Regions from separate parts of the Gossypium hirsutum genome. Here region 2 is linked to region 1. A link is a contact called in public Hi-C data. All regions are on one chromosome and are shown on one strand. Each heading gives the region's core, a stretch centred on a gene start, on an enhancer-like site or on the middle of the called end of the contact. The rest is flanking DNA. Distances are from core to core; before and after follow the strand shown. Region 1 holds the start of LOC107915331 (mitogen-activated protein kinase kinase kinase 20). Region 2 holds the start of LOC121208288 (caltractin).

The links. A called contact is a pair of places that touch in the nucleus more often than the background predicts.
Region 2: a Hi-C map of leaf shows a contact between it and region 1, with 5 times the contacts expected there. The contact joins the promoter of LOC121208288 here to the promoter of LOC107915331 in region 1. A contact is called at or near these places in 12 of 34 Hi-C or Micro-C datasets (anther, callus, fibers and 3 more).

Annotation. Positions count from the first base shown.
Region 1 is chrA10:17,984,071-17,991,888 of Gossypium_hirsutum_v2.1, forward strand. It overlaps LOC107915331 (mitogen-activated protein kinase kinase kinase 20), which reads right to left and starts at 5,262. Exons shown (of 1, transcript XM_016844495.2): 1 at 3,798-5,262. The coding sequence starts at 5,068. The coding sequence ends at 4,058. It overlaps LOC107914321 (histone-lysine N-methyltransferase CLF), which reads left to right. Exons shown (of 18, transcript XM_041078834.1): 14 at 165-261; 15 at 524-571; 16 at 648-776; 17 at 866-943; 18 at 1,091-1,544. The coding sequence ends at 1,282.
Region 2 is chrA10:18,172,644-18,180,090 of Gossypium_hirsutum_v2.1, forward strand. It overlaps LOC121208288 (caltractin), which reads left to right and starts at 3,050. Exons shown (of 7, transcript XM_041078839.1): 1 at 3,050-3,316; 2 at 3,901-4,021; 3 at 4,109-4,145; 4 at 4,236-4,263; 5 at 4,362-4,514; 6 at 4,603-4,705; 7 at 5,099-5,315. The coding sequence starts at 3,314. The coding sequence ends at 5,163.

The DNA.
Region 1 (7,818 bases), core at 4,012-6,511:
TTAGTGGAGGACTAAGACGATATTTAGAACAAATAAAAATTTAGAATCCTCATTTGTTGTTTTTTATTTTAAATCTAAAGTTATTGCTTGTATGTTTTTGTTTTCTATTCTCCTGACTTTCTATATTGCTTCTGGCATCTGATTCTTTAAAATTGACTTTGCAGTTGTGGTGATGGCACTGGTAGTCTTGGGGTTCCTCCACAAAGAGGTGACAATTATGAATGCAGAAATATGAAGCTTCTTCTGAAACAGCAACAAAGGGTAATGATGTTTCCTATTCCCATCTCATTTAATTGCTTGGATGAGTACATGTGTACGGTGTATCTGAATATGCTTAGAAATACATTTTTAATATTTAAAGTAGCATTGTATTTGTTAGTGCTCCCTTGTTTGCAAATAGCTATCCTGTCTTATAGGCATTACATTGCTTAACTTTTTTGTTCACTCCATATTCCTACACCTGACACTTCAGAAGATTATGGTAGCGATTTGTTGACAAGGCTTGCCCATCATGTATGTACAGGTCTTGCTTGGAAGATCAGATGTTTCTGGATGGGGAGCTTTTTTGAAGGTAATTTAGAAGTTTTTGGTTTGATTTCAAGTCTTCCACCCCCTACTTACTGTTTAGGTTTTGGGCCATCCTTCAGAATAATGTTGGCAAGCATGAATACCTTGGTGAGTACACTGGAGAGCTGATCTCCCATAGGGAAGCAGATAAGCGTGGAAAGATATATGACCGTGAAAATTCATCATTTCTATTCAATCTGAATGATCAGGTATGCCCTTTCATCATTTTATTTTTGGAAGATGTAACTTCTTTTATGTTCTTAGCAAATTTTGATTCCTTGATGCTGCCAATTTTCAGTTTGTTCTTGATGCATACCGAAAAGGTGACAAATTGAAGTTCGCCAACCATTCTCCTGAGCCTAATTGCTATGCCAAGGTACACTTCAGACGCCTTTGCATGCAAGAAAGACTCTTTTCTCTTGTACTCTTTTATCATTTGTCTGTCAATACCCTCTGGAGTTCCACAGTTGTTTTTACCACTTTTCATTTCATTCTTGAGGTGAGATGAACCATTGTCTTGCAGGTCATTATGGTTGCAGGGGATCACCGTGTGGGTATATTTGCCAAAGAACGAATCAATGCAGGAGAGGAACTATTCTATGACTACCGTTACGAGCCAGACAGAGCTCCTGCCTGGGCTAGAAAACCCGAGGCATCTGGGTCCAAAAAAGAGGATGGTGCTCCTTCGAGCGGACGAGCTAAGAAACTTGCTTAACCTTATTGACACAAATTCAAAAATTTTTTGCCATTCTTTCACAGGTACAACTTAGAAAGGTCATTCTCATTTCGCATTGATAGATAGGAAAAACTGAATGTTCTCATTTTGTTGGTGGGGATACCCTTATTTTCATCTCAACTGATAACCTTGTTTGATTTTTTTACTTAAAAGACCGTTTTGTATTCGCATAACTTGAAAAAACCTCCACCCAACGTGTTTAATTTCGAATAAAAATATGAAGATGCAAATCTTTCTCTAACGTCATTTATGAATCAAATCATTTTCATATTATTTTTATAAAATTACAATAATTTTAATAGAATCAATTATTACTAGATAACTCGCAATTAATTTAATTCAAATTAATTAATTAGCTAAAGAATAAATTTAAGAGTAAATGTGATTTAATTTGATAATCGAAAGAGATTAACCTTTCTAATTGAGGTAGACAACGTATCAGTAAGGGTATAAGTGCCGATTACTAACTGTTCAAATTATATATTTGATTATGGAACACTAAAAACATAACTTTATAAAAATTTAAGTTGAGATAATAATTTATTTGGTGTTTCAATTTTATAAGAGAAAGTTCATTTAATTTTTTTCTTTTTTTTTTGCCATTAAATTTATATTTTTGGTCAAATCACCTTAAAATGGAAAGAAAAATTAGTTTTTAACTTTACTAGTGTAGCATATATGTGGATGATATGTCAAATTTTTGATTAATTTTTTAAAATTTTTAAATTTTTTTGGCGTGATTTAATATATATATATAAGTTGAAGGGTTAAAAGAGGTAACAAATTAAATGAGTGCTAAAATAATTTTTTTTGTTAAGTTTGAAGGTCAAATAAGTCAATTATGTCAAATGCATTTTGATTGTGATGGTAAGGTTGAGTTAAAAATTAAAGTGCCTTTTAAAAAAATTATTTTAGGTTTAAATTATGTTTAAAAAATTATTTTAGGTTTAAATTATGTAAAAGGATAAAAAAAATATTCATAGTTATACTATTTTGTAAAAGAATAAATCATATTGTTATTTTTTTAATCGAATTAATGTCTAGTTGATTTGCAATATAAAGTCATTTAAGAGAATATATATATATATATATATATAAATAAAGATTAAGTCAAATATTTTCTGCTTAGTTATCCAATTTGTTTATGCACTCAGATCTAGTTTTTGTAAAATGTGATAAAATTCAAATTATTAGTATTTAAATAAAAGAGTTTATCATTTAAGAATGTGTTAAATGTTATGAATTTGAAGACATTGTATAAATAAAAAGGAAAAAGAGAAAAGCATAACTTAACATGGAAGATGATGAGGATTAGATGAAGAAAATCTTCATTATTTATTAATGATTACTTTAGGAATAGAAATATGGTATATTTATAGCACATAAGTTTCATTTAGCACGTTTTTATTTTGTCCATTATAATGCATGTTTTAATCCATCCTAGGTTAGTTTAGATATTTATATTAATATTACTGATTAATTTGCTTTTTGAAACCAAAGAAAAGACCTAATTTATTCCGAATTAAATTATTTGTTGGTTCCACTACTCATCTAAACTACATTCATTATCATTTTGAGATTTTTAGGCTTAGTGGACACAATTCTTTGTTTTACTCCATGCCATCAAACCAAGTTTTTCGCATTTTTTAATTAAATTAAATTATTTTATTTTATGGGTAATTAAATGTTAATGTCGTGCTTGTAAATGTGTAATCATGTATTAAAAGGAAGTCCTTAGGGTCTTCCACAATCCACACTTCTTTCTTTTTTCTTTTTTTTTACATGAGAATATTATACGTATCTTTCAATTTCATCCTTATATTTCATTTAAATTTGAGATTTAATTTATATATTTTAATTTTGACATAATTTGATATCTCAAGTTTTATAATATCATTGGTTAGACAAAATATTTTATTTCAATTAAAATAATTACGTGAACTTTTAAGAATTATTAGCATCATCAAAATTTTTTGTTAAATTTAGGACCGCTACAATTTTTTTTACATGGATACACAATTTATTTTATTTTATTTTTTAAAATGTCACGCCAACATAAAACAATTCTAACACTGTTAACAAAATAGACCTAAATTTTTAAAATTAAAAAAATAAAAAAACTAAATTCTTGAAAATAAAAATATAAGAATTAAATTTTAAATATACAAAATTTAAACAAATTATAACATTAAAATTCTTACACTAATTTAATAAAAAAACGCAGAGTTTAACTATATATGAAGTGCAAGTAGAACCCATACTAATTAAAAATATCAAAGAAATGTGGGTGAATCACTAAATGTTGAAAAATTCACTTTGAGTTGACAAATCCAAAAATATTTTATTTTATAATTGAAATTTAAGACACTTTTTATTAATTAAAAAAATTGAAAATGACCCCAATGTGATGTATAGAATGAGAGTATTACAATTTGACATGAACAAGTTTTTGAGTTCACACTGCAATATGTTATAGTAATCAAAGTCAAAGTAGTACTGAAACCAAACAGAATGATGAATTCATTGGTAAGCTGAATTGTGACAACCAAAATAAAATAAGAAGGAACATAGAAGTTGAACCGAAGCAGCCTATGGGGAATGAATCTGTGGAAATACCAAGTTTTCAGGGGAAATGAATAAATTAATCTGTGGCCAATCACAACTCTCCATCAGCACAAAGTCAGTCCACTAATGTTTTCTCTAATAAAATTTACAATTTGATTCACGCTAATATGGCTATTCCATCATCTTATTCTACCTCAACCTCATCCAGCTGCCGCTAACACCCCAGTTAGGTGCCTCATCACATGCCAATTCACGAATCCGATCCAAAGCCGATGAAAACATGCTTGAATTTTCCCCTAAAATCGATTCACTCCAAACCCGATCTGGAAAATCCAAAGTACATCTTGGGGTTATTGCGATTTCTTCAACACAACCTCGTGAAGACGTTGATGGAACCGTTTCATCATCGCCAGCCATGAAAGGATGTTGCAGGAGCATCTCAGCTGTCCATCTCTTGTTTGTATCCCTAGAAAAACACTTAACCAGAAAATCTTTTCCTTCCCCAGATAATTCCCTTGGAATTCCAGGCAATTCATCACTGGCCCCGATTTTAATCAACAAATCCGCCATGTTGGCTCCTGGTTTCAAGTTCCAAGCTGGTTTCCCAGTAAACATCTCAACAACGGCGCATCCAAGTGCCCAAATATCCACCCCCGAATCATAAACGTTTCCATTGATAGACTCAGGGGCCATACTCAAAGGCGTTCCCCTGATTTCAAACCTCCCCTGTTTTTCACACTTTCTCTTTGCCAATCCAAAATCAGCTATCTTCACATCCCCATTACCAAACAAAAGAACATTTTGAAGCTTGATATCACAATGAACAAACCCTTTGGAATGGATGAAGTTTAGCCCTTTCAGTATCGATCTTGCAAATCTTTTAACATCGGATTCCATCAATTTCCCACCGTTTAGCTGAAGGTGATCGGCTAAGCTTCCTTTATTAGCATACTCCAAGAACAGATTGTAAAATTTCCCACAATTCTCAACAGTAAAATCGTCGCCGAAACAACTGATGATTTGGGGGCAGAATCCAAGTTGGTGGAGCACCTGTTTCTCGTTCTTGAGAGAAGCCGAGTTATTAGTTTCACAACACTTGACAGCCAAGAATGATGATCCCGAAAACCCTGTTTTAGGTAACACCAAATTCACAGTGCCGAAACTTCCATATCCAATCGTTTCTCCCCGAACCCACTCCATTCCAGAAAAATTCGAGCTCCAATTTCACTCAAGAACCTGGATTTTGTTTCTTATTATTGAAGATATGGAAGCCTTTTTACTGGTTGTGGTTGGTTTGAGATGAAGAAATGGAAGCAAACATAGGTGACAGAGGTTATGGTGGTGCAAAGTGTGTATATATATAAACGTGGGATATGTGCATTTTTATTTGGTAGTGTTGAATTTCAACTTATGCTATTATTAATGCACGTGATAGGTAAGGATATTTTTATTTATTTGAGTTTTCCAAATATGGATATGAAATAACAGCTTAGGCTATCAATTTAAAAACGTGGCCGATCTATATCATTTTCATTCAACGCCACGTGCATTTAGATTTTTATTTACATTTTCCTACTTTTGATTTGGTATTTTTTTTAATTACAATAATTTTTAAATTAGGAAAAAAAATTGATCATGATTCAACCCCATAATCTCAAAATTATTTTTTTCAATTGTTTTTAAATATATAATCATTTATAATTTTATTTTTCATGTTTTTATCATAGGAAAACATGTACCAAGCATGTTTTCATTGTTGAAAAATATATTTATATATATTTCAATTTCAAAAAAAATAAAAAAATAGTTTTAGAAACCAAATAATTGATTTTTTTGCACAATACTTTTTCTCAATTTAAAAAGCAAGCAACTATTAAACACACACTCATTAGCAACCTAATGTCATATGTAAAAAATAATCCAATGAATATAGAAAAAAAAGCTTGATCAGTGAGTTAATAATATGAGGGATATGATGTTTTTTAATTAGAAATGTGGAGAATTTAACGTAGAAAAACAAAAACACAAATTTGGAGAGAGTAAAAACATATCTATGTTAGAGAAACATATTAAATATCTAAAATAATTTTTTATATAAGTATTAGTTTAGATTTTATAGTTTAAAAGACACAAAATTGATGAGCCTTAATGATATTTAATTTACTACCATCCAGGATGCATGTGAGGGCAAATTACAATGGGTTTTCAACTTCATATATTTATATCATCTTTACTTGTATACAAATATTTCATTAAATTTGGAGACTAGTTGGCTTGGAAAACAATGTCTCTCATCATCATCCTCTCCAATTAAAAAAAAAAAAAGAAATTAGGGAGGTTGGGTCTTAGAGGCTTTGCTTAATATGTCTGATTTACGAGTTAAACTAAAAAGGAAAGGAAAAAAAAAAAGAAAAACACTTTTAACATGTAAAGTATATGCCATAAACCAACATGAATGCAAAAATTCTCTGTATCAAAGTGTTGGGACAGATTAAATTACTATTATAAATATGACACTTGAAATGTAATAACGTATTAATATTTGTATTAATAAATAAGATTATAACGTATAATAGGAATATAGGAGCAATTTGTGGGAGAACTCCCGAACTAAAGCATTCCTCACGTTTTTTTATTTCTTATTTTTTTATTACAATAATCTAAACCAAAGAAATCCGAGTGGCTGTCAAAATGTGTAGAAATCAAAGAAAAAAACTATAGAAATAGTGGGTATTTTTGTTGGTTATTATTAGGTAAGGCGAGGACCCACGTCAGCCAAAGATACACCGAAACGTGGGTTGAAGCCGACGATAGGACAGCGAGGTAGCAAAATTAAGTGCACCATGCAATGCACTCGAATAAAGATGGGGATCTTCCACTGACGACTGCTGCGTAATCCATTTGAGTTCATGAAACTGCAACCTTCGAAGGAAAGGTTCATGGAATCTTGGCCGCGCTACCAGCGCCCGGCTACAGCCAAGCGGCCTGGTTGATAGTGATCCATTCCGGATTAGCTACATCTCTAGCTTAGACTCCAGCTATCTATTCGGCTCAGTAGATCCCACATAAATTTTATATATTTGGGCGGCTTTCATTCTCCACAACTTAAATTCAATAATTATATAAATTTAATTATACAAATAAAAAAATAAAAATTTTAAATATTATTTAAATGGTCAAAATATGTCATAAGCCCCGTACTCTTCATAAATTTGAATTTAGTTCCTGTAATTTTATTTTTAAAAATTTAATCATTCTACTTTTTTAGATTTCAAAATTTAGATCTAATTGTTGATATTGTTAAAATTATTTTGTTAATTCAAGTTCATTGCAATATAATTTTTAGTTTACATTGCTCCAAAGTGATTTTTTTTTTAAATGTCATACCAACATCTTTAACAAAAAAAATATTAATAATTAGACCTGAATTTAGAAATTTAAAAAATAAAAGAGACTAAATTTTTAAAAATAAAAATATAAAAATTAAATTTTAAATTTTAAATTTGTAAGAAATACAAAGATCTATGATATATTTTAACTATTTAAAATTGTAAAGAATCTTAAGACTTTTTTATCTGTATATATGAGATTGAAAATTTATTTTGCAAAGTAGTTGGGTGGTTCATCTATTTAGCAAACTAGTTGAGTTTGCAGGGGATAGAAGTGAAGTCGGTCACTTAGGGCGCCAACTTTAATATGTTCTCTCTGTATTCAACATATTAGGGTTCGTGAAGGCAGGGAAGGATGAAAAAAAATATGAGGGTTGACGTGAAGGTAGATTGAAAAATAAAGGCCAACTGAAATCAATAAAGTTTTGTCATGCACGCATGCATAGGCGAATTTAGGGATGCTTGCAGTGGACTTAGTCCCTCTTAAAATATAAAATTGTTATTTAGTCTATTAATTTTTTTAAAAATTTTAAATTAGTAAGGGTAAAATTACACTTCTCC
Region 2 (7,447 bases), core at 1,800-4,299, 190 kb after region 1:
TAGAGACAAATGTAAATTATATGATTGTACAATTGTATTAATTATATTTGTTATTAAATAGATTTTTATAAAAACAATTATTGATATAAACTAATATATATATGTTATAAAAGAAACAAAGATGAAACATAAAAGAAAAAAAAAGAAAAGTTACAGAGAGCAAAACGGGAAAGGAAGAAAGAAAGGAGAAAAAGAAAAGAAAAGAAAAAATTAGGGATTTGAAGCTTTAAACTTTAAAATGTAAGTCAATCAAGTCCTTTTCTCTTAATTTTGACGTTTTAAAAGCTTTAAAACAAAATTTTGATGAAATTAAATTGAGGTTTTGGAAGTTTTAAGGTTTTTGAACATAGTTTATGTTGAACAAAAAGATGAATTAGGGATTTATTTGATAGAATTATTGATTAGAATTGATAAAGAGATTAAATTGTAAAGTAAGCTATAAGTTTTATGTTGTAGGTGCTAAATTGAGGAAAATTCAAAATTAGTGAAATATATTGAAAATTTAGTAGTTAAATTTGAGCTTGGATGAAATTTGAATAGAAATAGAGTGTGAATTAAATTAGAAAAGTAGATATATCTAGTTAGGACTAAATTGGAACTAAAATATAAATTGGATATAAATTCAAATATTATTATAAATTAATGTTGTAATTAATAGTGTAAATTATTATTATTTTCGTAGCTAACAAGGAACTCGAGGCATCGGCACACAAAAGAAAGAAGAAGGTTATCGAGGAATAATCGAGTAAATCCAGGTTTGTATTACTATAATTCAAATCTATTTATTATTAATTGTTATATTTTAATTAAAATGCATGGTAGATAAATTTAGGAAAGTAATTGAAATAATGATATTGGTTTAAATGAAATTGATTTAAAAGTGTTTATGGCTATTGAAATTAAATATGAACAAATTGGAAATTAAAGTGATTTGAATTGAATCAAAATGAATTGAATGAAGAAAATATGTGATTATTTGAAATGTATATTAATTGAAAAGTGATTAGTGACTTGAACTTGATTGGAAAATGAATCGAAAATACGAATTGAATAAAAGTAAATTAAATTATGAATATGGTGAATATGTGAATTGTGTATTGATTGAAAAGTGGATTGAATTGAATCAAAGTATGATTATATGTGCTTATCTGAAATATGTATTGATATTGAATTGTATATTGATTAGAAAGTGAAAAAGTGAATATGAATTGAATTGTGATTGAATTGAAAGTGAATTTGAAATAGAAAAATTATTTGAATACCCTATTAACCAGTCGAGCTGAGTCGGATATAGTTGGCATGTTATAGGATTGGAAGTGTTTAGGAATACTTCGACCTTGAGTCGATGATGCACTATAAGTGTCGTACTGTTACTTCGACTCAAGTCGATGAAGCACCTTGTGTGTCGTACAATTACTGTTACTTCGGATTAATCCGATGAGGTACTGAGTACTGTACTGTTACTGTTTACTTCGGCAAAGCTGATGAGGCACTAAGTGTCGTACTGCTGTGTTGGTTGGATTCGTGCATCCTCCAAGGTTCGGGTTTGTTAATAGGGTGAATAACTGAAATGAGAAAATTAAATAAATTTGACTAATCGTACTATTAAAAGTATGAGAAAGAAATTATGAGTTGAATTGTGAATTGAATTGAGACATAAGATTTGAAGCATGAACTTAAGGTTCATGAAATTGTTAAATATCGAATTATCGATATTGAAATCAGTTGAAAAAATGAAATGAGAAAATCAAATGAATTTGATCGATTGAACTATTGAAAGTATGAGAAAGTGAAATAATGAATTGAAATATGAATTGAAATTGAGATATCGAAATAAGGAGTGAAAATAGAATGAATAGGAAATAGTGAAATAGTGTATGAGTTAATTGAATATAATCATATGAATTAATTATAATTATTTTTATTGAAAAATGTTGGTTTAAATAATTATTGAAAGACTAATGTTACTGAATAATTGATGATTACTGAATGATTATATTAAAGTACTGAACAACTGATTGTTATTGATTGATTATGAATAGAAATGAATATTTTCTTAGAGAATAAGTTATTGAATTGAGATATAGAAATGAAATTTATGAAATAATGATTTATGAAATGGTTATTGATGAAATGCATGAAATGGATATTGATGTAGTAAGAAGATATATAAATTAAAATGAAGAAAAACTATTTAAAATACATATTATTAAATTAAAAATTAAAGTTTAAATGCATGAAAGATTTATTAAAGGTAAAATAGTGGTAAGATTTAATGTATATATATTATTTTACCTTAAGTATTTGAATTACAGTAATACCACTGGGTGTATACTCAGCGTATGGTTTATTTCCATGTGCAGATTAAGTACATGAATTTTTGAAGAGTTGAATTTTGAGATTGCAAACTTTCATTTTATCACATCTTCAAGTAACAACAGGATATATATTAAAATTTTGAATAGAATGGCATGTACTTAGGAAAAATATTAAGTATGTTCCAAGTGTCCATTTTTATGTTTTAATATATTAGTGATTAGCTAAGAATTACCTTGACACCAAATGTAATATTCCTATATCAGGTTCCTTGAGTCGAACATGAAATAGGGGTGTTACATATACTCCACAATCACAAACAATTCTTTTCTCCACTCCCAATGTCAAAAGAAAATAAAAGTTACATCTTTAGAAATTTAAATTCATATCATAACATATAGATAAAAACACCCTGCCAAGTGCATATCGAATCACATTAATTTTTCAAAAAGAGATTTAACAACTAAATCGAACATCAATTTGTTGGAATCCTTTCAAAAACAAAGATCAAAGATTTGATTTCTTTCATATCTATTTTATTGTTTATGTTCGGAATTAATATTTGATGCACGAATAGTATATAATTTCATGCACTATTAATGAACCGGATTATTACAAATGATTTAAATATATTTAAAAATATATTTTCATTTTTAAAATGATATTCTATAATTTAACTTATTAACAATAGTAGACTATTAATAAATCAAATATAAATCCATAAAACAAAATCAGACTAATTCCATAAATAAATGCAAAACACACCTAAATTTAGTTTATAAGGGCCAACTAAGGCCCACTTAAGCCCATTATTGGCTTATATTAGTTAACAATGGGGCTTTTCATGGGAGTCAACAAAGATCAATTAACCGCGTAAAGAACCAATTCTTTCCCTTTCCTGAGGTTAAAATCTTCAAAATCAAGTCTTTGCAATTGCTTTTCTTTTGAAGTTAGGGGACTTTTCTGGAACTGGTTTAAGATCTCATCTCAGTGAACAATGGTATGTTCTTCATATTTATCTCTACCATTCAATTTACTTTGTTTTAATCAATAATTATACTCCTCTTTCTTCTTCTTTACTATTATTGTTAAAGATTAGGGTTTAGTTTACTGCCTACTGTTTGGTAAATTTTATTTTGGATTGAATTGTGATTTTTTTTGTTTTATAATAAAATGAAATGGATGAGATATGTGGTGAATTAGCAGGACGTGGAAATTTAAAAAAAAAAATCGGTGATGTCTGTAAATTGCAGCAATTATGGATGAAACCCTTTAATTTGAAGATTCCTTTAACTTGAGCATAATATTTTCTTTGTGTTTGACTATTTATGGCTTGCTCAATTTGGAAATATCTATGTTTCTCCGGATCTTCATTTTGCTTGAAGTATCAGTGCCTGAAACCTTTATCCGACACATATTTGGATAAGAATCTTGGTAAAAAGAAAAATGCATCTGCACTGTAATAGCATCTGACACTCGCACTCGAGTCTGATTAACATAACCAAGTATACGTGGGATGATGTTGTAAGACTTTTATCCAACTAGAATTGGTTTTGATCATGTCTTTAATGAATGTTTGGTCAGGCTAGTCTTTACAGAGGGGCATCAAGGAAAGACAAGCAGAAGGGAAGACACCATGGATTAAGCCAGCAGAAGAGGCAAGAGATTAAGGAAGCATTTGAACTGTTTGACACTGATGGCTCAGGTATGGAATGGGTCGTTTAATACAGGTGTTATATATGATGTGTGGTTGGCATTTTTACTAAATTATAGGTTTGAATTTGCTGGCCAGGTACCATTGATGCCAAAGAGCTGAATGTTGCTATGAGGTATGAGTATTTATGCGTGATATTTCGTGTTTTTAAATAGATTTTTTAGTTGATATCTTCACATTGTCACTGAAAGTTTTAGCATTACAGGGCTCTTGGTTTCGAAATGACAGAAGAGGTAAGTTTTTGTATTTTCCTTTTTATATCTTGCAATAGATAGCATATTAATGTGATTATATTGGAATCCTTATGTTTCGATCTGCTGTTTCACAACAGCAAATCAATCAAATGATTGCGGATGTTGACAAGGATGGCAGTGGTGCCATTGACTTTGATGAATTTGTTCACATGATGACTGCCAAGATCGGGGAGAGGGACACTAAAGAAGAGCTTATGAAAGCATTCCAAATCATTGATCAAGATAACAATGTAAAAATCTGTTTTTTACCTGTTTATTTAGAAAGGATGTTGTTAGCTTTTTTCTGTAAGATTGATTCTTCATTCATTTTGAATTCAGGGAAAGATATCTGCTGACGACGTTAAACGCATTGCAAAGGAGCTTGGTGAACACTTCTCCGAAAAAGATATTCAGGACATGATTGAAGAAGCAGACCGAGATCGTAAGCTAGCCTTTCTTCTTGAATCTCGATACAGTAGACTTTGACTTTTTACTTTACAATTTTGCTCCAGACGATTGTAATGCTTGGATGTCATTCACATTTTACTTTCTCGAACCTTGTTTGGTATCCCATTATAATGTTGAGCTTACCAGGAGTGAGCATTCAATTTACCTTACACTGGCCTAACCAAAACCGAGCTTCCAAACTGAATAAGACCAAAACTGATTAAACAGAACCTATTTAATCGAATTGCTTATGTCTCGGACAGTTTTGTTAGTTAACCCCAATCTTGCATACCCCTAGAGCGGACAAGATTTTGTTCTTTACATAACACGTTAAATCTCATCTCTGTTGAAACAAACATGATAATCAATGTTCAACCGGTGAATGCAGATGACGGGGAGGTAAGTATTGAAGAGTTCATGAGGATGATGAAGAAAACTACATATGGCTACTAGAAGTTTGACTTATGGCCGGAGGGAGTGTTTGATCGCAGCCATGCGGTAGCTGTAGCTGCAGCTGTAGCATTGTTGTATAAATAAACTAAAAAAAACATGTTGTGTATGGATATATGTAATGGGATTGAATGTTTCTCCATGACTTTTAATTATGTTGTTCTTCTCTATTATTTAATTTTTTCGTACCGAAATAGAAGAGTAGAAGTTTTGGTATCAAAGCCTTGCATCTACAATGGTAATATCATATTTGCCAATCAAGTCACTGTAAGCATAAATCAATCCTGCATGTATACTTTTTAATCAATCTCTCCAAGCAGCAATGCTTTATTAAGTATACCCATCCTGCGTAGGCCTAGACCACCTTGGACCTTTGGGAGCATTCAAGGTGGATCTTTTTCTTGTTATCTTCATGTTTCCAACTGAAGTTCCTTATGATTCTTCTCTATCATGTTTGAATTAATATCTTGTAGGCTTTGTTTGGCCCAATGTCCCGTGATGATTTATATAGTGATGGCAGGCGCAGCAGTATATTTGCAATTATTACAACCTTTGTATTATCTAAATTCATTTATTATACATATTAAAACCTACACCAACGGTGAATAGAATAATTTTTTAATATCTAAAAGAAACTTAAAAAGAAAAAGGAATTTAAATAAGGGAGTTGTTAAGCATTTAAAAGATCTTGTCTAGAATTTGTACCACTACATGGATGCGTCTATGAATAGAATTGATAGTTTATCACAATAGTATTTCCTTCAATTATTTTCTTCCCATTATGTAATTAATATCAACATGTATTTCGGTAATCGTAATACACACCTTATCATAAGGTAGTTGGTGGGAAAACTATTGTTCCTTGTTTCATATCCTATTATAATGAAATTGTTTCTCTAATTGGGTCATCAATTTGGGCTTTGAATATGTTTTATTTTTGCTGAGTTAGTTTCACTTGAATGTGGCATATTTGACAAAACTAGAAGTATGGGTTGACTAAAATTCTAAGTCTCTCAATCAACTTCCCTAAGGTGGTTTGATTAGCATGGAAGTCTTATTATATCTTAATGATAAAGAGCTATTTTTTAGAGATAAATATCAGTTTATTCAGGGGAATTTCTTAAAGATTTATCTGCTGCTATAATAGCCTATAAATAGGCTTCATTCTCTCTTGGTAAATCATGATAGAGAGAGCTAGAATACCTTCACTTTCTTGAGTTGTTCTCATTACCAACTTATGTTTCTTTCTTGTGTTGAGAGCAATTTTTGGAGTGTCTTTGTTGATAGCTTTAATATGTTTTCTTGTGGTTATTTTGTGACTCTTTTAGGTATTATTTGGAGAGTTTATTGATTGTATTATGAGATATTTGGGTGAGTATTTCTGACAATTGGGGTCAGTATTGGGGCTACAATTGCTTTTTGGTATAATGGTAGACTGAGCTTAAACTAATAGGTGATTTGGACGATTATTGAATAAAATAATTCATTGGGTGAGGCTTCGTAGACGTAGGGACATTGTGTCTAAACTATGTTAACAAAGATCAGTATTTTTTTTTGCTGCTTGTTTTTGTTCTAACTGTCATTACAATGAATGTTAAACAAAATTGATTTATCATATCTGTAGACTAATTTTTTCACTTGATATCAGAGCGGACTTCAAAAGTTATTTGAAGATTGTTTTTTATTCGGTTTATGACTATGGAATTCATGAAGGTAGTTCGATTACTCGACTCCATTGCTACTTGGTTTAACAAATTATGCTTATTGGAAGGCTTATATGAGGGCTTTCATTGTGTCTGTCAATAAAGTAGCTTGGGAAGCTATTGAAGATGCGTTGACTCGACCTACTATAATTGCTGCTAATGGCATTACATGCCTTAAAGAAAGAAGCAAATACACTGATGTAGAAAGAAGAGCTTGTCATGAAAACTCACAAGCCCTAAATGCCATTTTTAGTGGAGTTGACTTGGACCAACTTAAAGTCATTTTTGTATGTGAATTTGCAAAAGAGGCATGGACAATCTTGAAAAACCAACATGAAGGAAATGATGTCATACACATGTCAAAACTTCTGATTTTAACAAATAGGTTCGAAAATTTGAAAATGTTTGAAAATAAAACTATCTCTGAGTTTTATGCAAGATTATGTGAGATTTCTAATAGGCTTTTTGCCTTGATAAGCGCTTTTCTGATGATAAAATGGAGGAGGCCAAAGATTTTATTACTCTCAAGCTGGATGAGTTAATAGGCTCACTCCAAACATTTGAGCTGAATATAGAGGAAGCAA